Linked DNA regions of Mus musculus: region 2 is linked to region 1. A link is a contact called in public Hi-C data. All regions are on one chromosome and are shown on one strand. The core of a region is the stretch at or near the end of the contact, and the rest is flanking DNA. Distances in the headings are between cores, read along the strand shown. Region 1 overlaps Papln (papilin, proteoglycan-like sulfated glycoprotein). Region 2 overlaps Gm31386 (a long non-coding RNA gene).

What was found. A called contact is a pair of places that touch in the nucleus more often than the background predicts.
Region 2: a Hi-C map of liver shows a contact between it and region 1, with 7 times the contacts expected there. The contact joins two enhancer-like sites. A contact is called at or near these places in 10 of 39 promoter capture datasets (the 3T3-L1 cell line, the C10 cell line, HPC-7-derived erythroid cells and 4 more), 1 of 15 datasets of contacts at CTCF or cohesin (large pre-B cells), 19 of 484 Hi-C or Micro-C datasets (the C2C12 cell line, the G1E-ER4 cell line, the HL-1 cell line and 10 more), 17 of 115 datasets of contacts at active chromatin or transcription factors (the 230-238 cell line, the NIH/3T3 cell line, the SCID.adh cell line and 8 more) and 3 of 9 other capture datasets (adipose tissue, embryonic stem cells and liver).

What each region holds. Positions count from the first base shown.
Region 1 is chr12:83,789,233-83,794,461 of GRCm38.p6, forward strand. Papln (papilin, proteoglycan-like sulfated glycoprotein) reads left to right here. Exons shown (of 27, transcript NM_130887.3): 26 at 1-89; 27 at 2,600-3,152. The coding sequence ends at 2,775. It overlaps Numb (NUMB endocytic adaptor protein), which reads right to left. Exons shown (of 10, transcript NM_001136075.2): 10 at 4,802-5,229. Among named protein-coding and RNA genes, the nearest start is that of Papln, 28 kb to the left of the region's middle. Within about 2 kb of position 2,684, at least 31 of the 459 cell types and tissues checked have an H3K27ac peak or open chromatin away from gene starts, as enhancers often do. A contact at or near this core is called in hepatocytes and liver, where this site is marked.
Region 2 is chr12:83,922,144-83,927,372 of GRCm38.p6, forward strand. It overlaps Gm31386 (a long non-coding RNA gene), which reads left to right. Exons shown (of 3, transcript XR_381772.3): 1 at 1-262. Among named protein-coding and RNA genes, the nearest start is that of Gm31386, 2.9 kb to the left of the region's middle. Within about 2 kb of position 3,183, at least 16 of the 459 cell types and tissues checked have an H3K27ac peak or open chromatin away from gene starts, as enhancers often do. A contact at or near this core is called in hepatocytes and liver, where this site is marked.

The DNA.
Region 1 (5,229 bases), core at 1,434-3,933:
GCCCAGGGACGAGGGCTCTTACACATGCAGTGCCTTCCGTGGGAGCCAGGCTGTGAGTCGCAGCACCGAGGTGAAGGTGGCCCTCCCAGGTGAGAAAGGCTCGTCATGGGCTTTGCTGTCCTGAAGGCAGCTGAGCACCAAGGGCCACGGGCACGTTCTCATCTGTGCTCACGTTCTGGTTACTGGCACTGTAACAGGGGTGGGTGTTTCTTATGGCCCCAGAGCCCTGCTTTACTGGGGCTAGCCCACCATCTAAGGCCATGGTGAAGATGTAGCAAAGTGGTCAGAGTTCTGTCATTCAGCTTTATCCCTAACATAATGTTCATGGTGGTTGGCTGCTAAAGTCCAAATTCTAATCAGGGTGGCAGAAGGCCCTGTGGGTCTGGGCTGTGGCTCAGTGCAGAGCTCTTGCCTAAGGCCTTAGGCTCTAGCCCAGCACCGTGACAAACACGGAGAACAAATAAATAGAAAAGGCAGAGGACAGATTCTTTGATCATTGTTGGCACAGTCTCCTTTCCAAATCACGTACAGTTTGTAATTTAAAGATAAAGATTAAAAATTTATATAAAAAATGGCTGTAGGATGGAAACGTGTGTTTTTGATCATCTAGGCATGTAATAGGATACAGTCACCCTCATCCTTTTTCCACGAGACAGGCAGCCAGAGAGCTGCAGGGTGTTCCCACTTGTTCACACAGCAGATTTGTGGCCAGCTGGGACTCAAGCCCAGGCTTTTTGACTCCTGATTTTACTTAACTTATGTAGCCCAGGCTGACCTTGAACTTGTTATGTAGCCAACGCTGGTCTCACCTTTAATCTCCCTGCCTCTGCTTCCAAGGTGCTACTGTGCCTGTTCTCTTAAGCTCCATCTCAGAACTCGTGAAGCAGGACTGTTTGATGTTCAAACTTGCAGGGGCTCTGTGTTTAAGTGACAGGGCAGGAGGGGCCCCTCACAGTGCTCTCCACAGGTCTTAGTGTTTCAGGGAGATGGAACATCAAACAGCTCAGAGCCTCCAGTCAAACAGCCAGTTCTCATAACCTGAGGTGCATCCCGAAGATGCCAGAGAAAGGGTTCTTGGCTTGGCGGTAATGGTACCAACTGCCTGGTGTGCTTGAACATTGCCGTGCCACCGGGGCAGGCCTGGCTGTCCTCCTGGATGCCAGACTGCGGGTGAGAACTGGCCAGGGGTTGAAGGTGTCTGCTACAGTGTTGCTTTGTGAGACTGACACTCAGGTTTCCCTCTGTGAGCTCCCTGGGACCCTAGGGCCCAGACAAGTGCTCTGCAATATGGAGACTCACACGGCTGTGACTGTGTGTGCCTGTGTGACCACACTCTGGTCAAAGTCCCATATGGCAGGACTTCTACCTTTGATGTTTCTAGAAAATCCTACTCATCTATACACTGATCAAACTAATAAGACCAGGAAAACCCAGAATGCAGATTTACTGTGGTGAAGAGAAGAGACCTTAGGAGACTGAGGATCTGAGCATGGTGATACATGGTGACACATGCCTATGAATTCTAGAACATTATCCTGACTTAAGACAAAACCTACCACACTACCAAACTCCTCAAGGGGACCTGGATGTTTACATTTGTGATCAGCCGTAGATGTGTCTACAGTGAGGGAAGCTTGTTTGACAATGGTGGCTAGTAGGCTTTTAGGCTTTTGGTGATGTGTGGCTGCCAAGCTGATCTCCCAGACACCACCCACGGCCACAGGCCTCTTTTGCTCTCTGCTGCATGTGGCTAAGAATATGTTCCATATTCTGGAGGCATCTCTCCAGAAGCCCGGCTGTCCCCCCCCAGCCTGTCTGTATTCCTTTCACTGACCAGGCTGCAGATCTGTTCTAACTCGTTGGTTTGGAGTCACATAGTGAGTGTCTCATGACTGGGAGCACTGGAGTTAGTTGGCTTAGGCTTTTCTCACCCTGGCTTGTTCTGCCCAAGGGTTAAGTGAATAGGATATATTGTGGGGACAAAGGCTGTCTGCTAACCATTCTGTCTGCCTCATTTTCTGAGGGGAGGACACGGCTGTGGGGCCAGGGCAGCAGACAGCACTCAGGTTTTTGCTGTGTGCCTGGTGGTAGGGACAGTGCTGCAAGAGCCTGCAGAGAGAAGGGGGGTAATTGTAGGATGAGAGAGTGGAATCAAATTCTTAACAATCACCAGACACTCGTAGGATATTGAGGGTGGCACGCGGGCTTGGGCCTCCGTGTAGTCTTAGAACTTTGAAGATTCATCACGTTCTCGGGTGGAAACCAGGAAAGATGGGGATATAGGAGACAGATGCAAGCTGGGAGGTTGGTGGAACCCAGTAGCAATAGGAAGATGGCAATGGCTTACTGACTTCCGGTTTCCCTAGGACTGACCCTACTGATCTTTCCTGCCAATCTGGGCCCATATAGCTGTCATTGGCTTTGCAGTTCCAGACAGTAGGGCAGGAAGTTAAATGTGGAGCCGTCGATGGTCTAGCCAGAAATAGGAAAGCCTGGAAAAGGCTGTGCACTGGGCATAGGCCGCAGATAAGGGTCACAGGAGGGCCTGTGAGAGGCTGCAGCGAGAGCTGCCTCAGCCCTTTCTCTCCTTGTCCTGCAGCGCCAGCCGCACAGTCCAGGGACCTAGGCAAGGACTGCATCGACCAGCCGGAGCTGGCCAACTGTGCGTTGATCCTGCAGGCCCAGCTCTGTGGCAATGAATATTACTCCAGCTTCTGCTGTGCCAGCTGCTCCCGCTTCCAGCCAAATGCCCAGCCTGTGTGGCAGCAGGGATGAAGGCTGGCTGTGGCGCCAGGTCTGGATAGTTTGCTGGGGAGAAGGGATGGTAAGACATGGCTTGCAGAGGGAGTCGTCTTTCAGATCCTGCCCCTCTCAGAAATCCAGGGTTGAGCCCCAGCAGCTGCCAGTGCCGGCTTCCCTTGTAGTGCTCAGCAGGGTCTGTCTGATATGACCACAGGCTGCTGTGAAGAAGAGGAACCCTTTACACCTCCCCTCTATAGTATCTACTGCACCGAGGACCTTTTATCTGAAATGCTTTGGACCAAAGTGTTTTAAGCTATTAAGTATTTGTAGACTTTACTAATTGAACGTCCCTAACCTAAAGTTCTGAAATGCTCCGAAGCTTCAAAGACCCAATCGCCATGTCAGCTTTCAAAACTGTCCGGGTTTCGAAGCACGTTTGATTTTGGGTGAGAGGTGCTCAATTTGTACAGAGAATCCACTTAGCGCACTGCAGAGCCAGCTGGGTGGGGTGTCTGTGATGGCAGGGGGACGGTAACTGCTCAGTCAGACAAGGATTCCTGCTAGAATCCAGGTCTGTGTGTGGGGAGAGGTGAGCAGTCATTCAGGCTGTCCATCTTCCTGGGCAGTGGCAGTGGCACAGCTGCCTTCACCACCATCAGTGTGTGAAGCTCACAGTGTAATGCCAGGGAAAAGCACTCAGCAAGGTGGAGGCCATAGGCTGCGATGCAGGGGTGTGGGATGGAAAAGCCAGACAGCCTGAAAAGGTCCACTCCTTACACAGCTCACTGGCCTGCTCTGAGTAGTGAAGAGTCATGCTTCCTTAAGTAGGAATCTGTGGAGCTTATCTGTTGCTAGAGAAACTCAGACTATGCTGCAAACAGTGGCTGGGAGCTGGTGAGATGGCTCAGTGGTTAAGGCACTCACTGGCAAGCCTGATGGCTGGAATGTGCTCTCTGGAACCTCCCTGGTGGGTGGCAGAACTGACTCAGGCCAGCCGCCCTGACTGCACGCACGGAAGCACAGCTGTAAAGTCCGTAGAACAGCAGCTGCGAATGGTGCTGCAATGGTGCTGCAAGCCTACAATCCCAGGGCTCGAGAGGCTGAAGCAGGAGAGCTACAGTGTGAGGCAGTCTGGGCCACAGTGAGATCCTGCCTCAGAGTAAACAACCCATAGAACCCAGCATCAGCGGATGTGACGTGACACCCAGGGCAGTGATTTTAGTAGTCTGAGCTGCAGGAAGGCATTCATCTTTTACAATCTCCGATTTCTTAATGCTCTAGGAAGAGGCCTGGATTTAATGAGCTTCCAGGGCTCGTCCCACTTTTTCTCTGACTCCTCTGGAAGACTGTCTAGTAACACAGGTTACTATGGGAGCAAAGTTCTGACACTTGCTGGAACACAAAGCTCCCTGTGTGAGTGGTGTCTCAGGAATATCTAGGTTCCAGGCATTTTTGTTGCAGGTGGGAGTAGGGGCTGAATGGGGGGGGGGGTGAGGGATGAAATGCTCCAGGTCAGGGTGCTGAACCTCATGCTACACAGAGCACACAAGTAACTCCCCAGCCTAAAGCACAGCTTGGGAACCTCCCTTCTTCTACTGATAGTCTGACTTAATTGGCCGTGTGAGTAGACTGGGTATTATAGGTGATGTGTGAACATGCCTGTGTGTGCACTGGGGGATCGCATGCATGCTTAGAACATGTTCCACTGAGCTACACCTTGGGTAATTCCAATCTATAGCTAAGACTGAGAAGCAGTGCTGTCAGGCATGGTGGGACACACACACCTTAAAGCCCAGCATTTGAGAGATAGAGGTAGGTGGATCTCTGAGCTCAAGACCAGCCAGGGCTACATAGTGAGACCCTGTCTCTACTCCCACAGCTCCACTCTACCCCTGGGCTGGGGCTAACAGTCTCTGGCTTCTTGGTGTAGACCATACTATTGCTGCAGATCCCAGTCATACCCTGAAATTTAAGGATATACTAATCCCCCCAAAAGATTTTATAGTTACAAGTTAGAAATGAGCTGTAAAAAGAGAGATTAAAAACAGAACTATAAACCCATTTGCAAATAAGAACAGCCCTTCATGGGCAAAAGCTCTACCACGAACATTTATTTTTGTTAAAGCAGATTATAAATTCTCATCAGTACAAATATATATATATGTGTATATATATATGTATATATAACTTACATTTGATTGTAAGGCCAACGTTCAAAAGTAAAAATGAGATGGGGTCTCATGTTGTTACCCATGGTCAAGTAGCTGCAACTGGCATGGGATGCTCTGTTCATGGTTGGGGCAGAAGGGGACACAGACACACACAGCACAGAAGCCAGAATCTCATCCCTGTAAAACTTATGGGAACAAAACTTCAAGGACAGAGCCCATTAAGACCCACATTACAAACCGACACAATAGCCTGCGTTCCCTTTTCTGGATATGATTATGTCATTGTCACCGTAATGCTAAAGGATTAACATAAGGA
Region 2 (5,229 bases), core at 1,933-4,432, 130 kb after region 1:
GCAAGGAGTGTGCTGGCCACGGTTGGTTCAAGCCCTGTGCACAGTTTGGTTGCGCAGTAGAAAGCAAAGACGGGGCAGACGCTCACGTCCGAGGTTACCGGGAAGGGTTAACTCTTTGTTGTGGGGTTGGCGCAATCTACTCTTCCTTTTCTAGTTCTCTTCCAACAAGGGGAAAAATCTCTGCCAGCTTAAGGAGGGAGCGCTTGGAAAACATCGACTTCAGGGGTTGTGTTTAAGAACAGTCCAATTCCTCAGCCGAAAGGTATCTCATAGATCAAAATTTCCCTCGTGTTTTCTTCAAGTTTCCTTGAAGTTCTTTCCGGTAGTTTTCCATGCTTTAGGTTCGGGCAGAGCGCGGCTGTTTATTAAGCAGCAGTCGGGCTCCCATTGCATTTATAAATATCGCCAAGAAATTATATTTATAATTGTACCTGTCGTATTCTAGAGTTTTCCAGCTTCCAGACCCACTTTCCAGGGTCTGCCAAGTAACCAAACAACCATCATCAAGTTTTAAAAACACGGGCAGCAATTTATCCTTATAGTGATTTGGAAATAAGAATTTCACCGTGCCCCCACCACTACCACTTCCAAGCACAACTTGGCTTTTAAGTTTTGGAGCTCTTAAATAGTATTACTAGCTATCTGGCAGATACCAATTAGTCTCAGTCTCTCTTCTCTTCTCTTCTCTTCTCTTCTCTTCTCTTTCTCTCTCTCTCCATCCCTCTTCCCTCCTCCTTCTGCCCCCCCCCCCACGTTTGCTCTTTTTCTACCTCTCCTATCCTAAGCAGCCTAAAATAGAACCATTGAATGAATCGCAGGGTTTTTCCCCCATCACTTGGTACAATACACAAGAATAAATGATCGCATTTCTCGTTCATTTGGGTACAAGTCCCAGTAGGCATTTTTGAGAGATCTGGTGTTGCTATAAAAACTCTCTGCTCCTAGAAATGCATTCATCATTAGCTTTCTCTGCTTTTTCATCCCCAGCGCTTTTCCTGCTCCTAAATAAGAAAATGTGGCCTGATTACTCTTGCAGTTTCTAAGTCAAATTTAAATATACCTTCTCCACAACCCCACGGGGAATAGGCAAAGCTGTGGTAATAGATTTTTAAGGAGGTCTATGCTCTCAAACACAAGGTCTTGGAATAAAGGCCTTCCGGTGGATCCCGGAGTGGACTTTGGAAATTTTGTACTTTGCCTTTTTGCTGTAACTCCTGCCATATCTCTTCTGTTTATTAACCTTCTGCCCTTTACAGAGCAAGCTCCAGAATCTAAAACTATGTAGCTTATTATTATGAGGTAGGGGTTGTGGGGAGGGAGAGCTGTCTATATTTTTAGTTGAGCTGAAATAAACTGCATATTTCTATCATCAAACTAAGTGGAAATTATTCCTCCAGTAACTATACATAACAATGAAGTGGGGTGGTTTTTTTCCCCCTAGTTATCTTCTGGAACCTTCTTCCCTTTTCTCTCATCCTCACCTTCCAATTTAGAAATACCCTCCCATTCAATTCAGTGACTCACAGAAAATCCATAAAAGGAAAGTGTGAAAGCCAAAATAACTCCAGAGATGGCTGAATCATTTCACTGAAGGAAAAGATCACGCACTGACCAAGATAAGATGGAAGTCAGGACAGAAGACCTGAGCTAGCATCTTATAACATGGGAAGTAAATAAGCAAATAGGAAGGGGCCTGGAGAGGCTGCAACATCCCAGCATCCTTTTACACAGCCTTTCAATGCCTCGCCAGCAGCCTCCTTCCCTAGCCTTGATGCTGTGCTGTAGTACCAATTTTAGAGCAAGTCAGAAGGCAATTAATGTCCTAGCAGATCGGAAACAATAGCGTCATAGGAGGGCATGGCCATTATTATGGTGCTCTGGATAATAATGGCCCTTGCACAGCCACAGTGATGAGGTGCCATACAGAACATAGAATTAGGGCAGTCTCGAGAAGGGGACTCGACCACTAAGTTTAGGAACTCAGACTGCTATCACAAAAGTTGGTGAATAATTGCCACAAAGGTCAGCCACTCATTATCTCAACCACTAAAAACAAGCTTTTGTCCTGGGTCGCTCCTACCCATCTACTTCCCAAGGTTCCCCTTTGTAAAATAAGAGGAAAATTAAAATAAATGTGTACAACCAGCAGGAAGAAGAAAAGTTGAAAGAAGGAAGGCTTTAAGATGCACACTTAGAACTAACCAAGGGTGTTGGGTTAACAAAACTGCTCGAAGTCTTTGGTTTTATCCACATGGGGTTAGCCTGCTACCATTGCCCCTTGCTTCGCCTCCCTGCTCTGTGTACTTCTCCAGCACTCCCAGCCCCCCACAGGGCCTCTTAGAAATCAAGAGCCCTGGAGCCTGCTTGTCTGCAGCTCTGTGTTTGGTATGGCTGCCTGTGGAGGTTGCTGTAGATGCTATCTGTTCAGAACCTCTTGATTCAGACCATGATGGCAGGTATGCTAGCGGCAAATGTGACTCTAATGTGACTCAAATGTGACTCTACCAACTGAGTGCAAAATGGGGGACTCACTGTGGTACCCTGATATCTGAGGGGTACAGTAGAAGCCCAGGCCTTCATGGGCTCTAAGGCATTTCCTCTCTACCTTCTTCTTACAGAGCAACATTCAACACTCAAGTCTCCGTTCATTTCTTTTTCTTTTTCTTTTGTTTAGTTTTGGGTTTTGTTTTGTTGTTGTTGTTTTTGATTGTTTGTTTGGTTGGGTTTTTTTTTTGTTGTTGTTTTGGGCATTTTTTTTTTTTTTTTTTTGCTTTTGGTTTTTATTTTATTTATTTGCTTGTTTGTTTGCTTGCTTTTTGGTCTAAAGAGCCAAATCCCACCTTCGATAAGCTCTATGTCTTGCCTGTGGAAGTCTTCAATCCTCCGATCCCCCTTTTCTAGACACAATTCCAGTTCCAGATGGGCTAGAGAAGTAAGTTGCGGTGGGAGCAGACCAGGGCCAGAGTTACCTGCCGCCCCGCCAGCCACTGGAGGCAAGATTACTGATAAGAAGTAGTTAACAAGGTGGAAAGAGTTAGGAAGAAAAGAGGGGCTTGGGGAGGAGAAAGACCTGAGGAAAGAAGAAGAGAAAGCAAGAGAGAAGCCGCCATGAGAGACAGAAAACTGGTCTGGGAGCCCAGGAGAGCGCTGAGCCAGCCCTCCCCTCCGGAGGCTGCCCCCTCCCAGTGCTGCCTGTGGACTTTACACTGGCTTGCTTAAGTGCACTGATAGGTAAAGTGCAGTGTCTGCCACTCACTCGTTAAAGGAAAAAAGTGCCTGGGATGCATTCTATAAGGCTCTTGTTCCGTATCTTCTTGGGAAGCCTCCCCAAGTTCAAAGACTGCTGCTCTGGCAGCTGGTCAGAGCTGACAAAGGAAGGACAGATTTATGTAGCCAAGCCAAGGACATGTCTTCATAAAGGTGACCTCTGGCTGAACACAAGGCAAAAGATGATTTTACCATCCCAAGCAGAAGAACTTCTAATAGATGGAAGTGCCAAGCCGTTTTTCCCGTGCTGGAACTGAGCACTGTGGCTTCAAAGTTCAAGACTGGTTTGTGGATGAGAAGGCAAAGTGGGGGAGAGTGTGGAAGGGGCCGTTCTCATGGGCAGAGCTGTTTGCTTTTCTGTTCCAGATGCCTGGGATTTTTTTTTAAAGATGTATTTATTTTATGTATATGAGTACACTGTCACTCTCTTCAGACACACACCAGAAGAGGGCATCCGATCCCATTACAGATGGTTGTGAGCCACCATGAGGTTGCTGGGAATTGAACTCAGGACCTCTGGGAGAGCAGTCAGTGCTCTTAACCACTGAGCCATCTCTCCAGCCCCTGTGATTTTTTTTTTAATGCCATACCATGCCTTACTAGTAAATACTCATTTTCATCCTCAAGAAAAATGATGTGCTTATAGTGTGCTTATTTATAAAATGGGTAAGGTGTCAGCTCATAATGCTGCCATTGTGCTATTGAAAGGGGGCCCTAGTTACTATCACCAAATCTCTGGGCGGACCAGCTATTCTTCTACAGCAGGGAGTGGGCCAAGCAAAGTACTTAGCACCATTTAAAGGTTTGTCCATCCCTGTTTTACATGCGTGCAGAGAGTTTCCTGGAAACATGGCTATTTTCCAAAGATTGCTCAAGCAGAATGCCTTTGAGAACTCTCAAACCCCAGCCACATGGAGCCTTACAAGAGAGTAAATTTAAACTTGGACCCTTCTTGCTTTGTTTTGAGACCTGTTCTCACTATGTAGGCCAGACTGTCATAGTTTAATGGCAGTTTAATGACACTTCTCCCTTAGCTGCTTAAGTATTGGGACTGCAAGGTATGTACCACTTGAACTTATGCCCTCTTGAGCCTAACACTCACCCACACCATAGTCATTAATAATTTTGGTTCTGCCATTTACAAACTAACTGTACCTGTAGGAAAGTTCCAGTTGATTAATTAGGAAAGTTGCTAAATCTCCCTAAGCTTCAGTTTCTTGTTTACAAAATGAAATGTGTGTCTGGTATCTTTAGCTGTCTAACAAATCACCCTACAACTTACTAGCTTAAAACATTTATTACGTTTATTATTTTATAGTATCTCTGAGTTTGAAATCCTGGTGCAGCTTTGCTGTGTCCTCTGGCTCTGGCTCTGGGTCTCTCCTAAAGTGTAGTCATCTACCTCGTGGCTCTCTTATGTGGTCTTTGGCAGGATTAAGTTTCTTACAGAATTTACCTTAAAGCCTTAGTTCTTAAGGAGCAGCAGACAGCAGGCCTTCATCAGTGCCTGGCCTTGGAGACATAACAGGGCAGCTTACTTCATCAGAGATAGCAAGAAGCAAAGAGAGAAGGCCAGACAAAGAATGCCAGCCCTTTGTACTCTGATCAAAGAAGTGATGTCACATCACCTCTGCCACATTCCTTTAGTTAGCAATATGCTATTAGGCTCTGCCTACATTTCAGGAGAGAAGCTTACACGGTATATAAACACTAACAGGAGGCTCATTATCAGTAAACATTTTAGAACTATCCTACCTATAGGGCTCATTTAAAAATGAAACAAAATCAGAGAACGTATGCAATTTAGGGCCAGCATATATAATGTAATGTATAATATAACAAATATATAACTATTATTACTATTAATCTTATTACTGAGTGTATATAATGATTGGTTTTCTCTCCTGGCTACTAGAAGGAAACCTTTTATGAGAATAAATAAGATATATCATCTAATCTTGA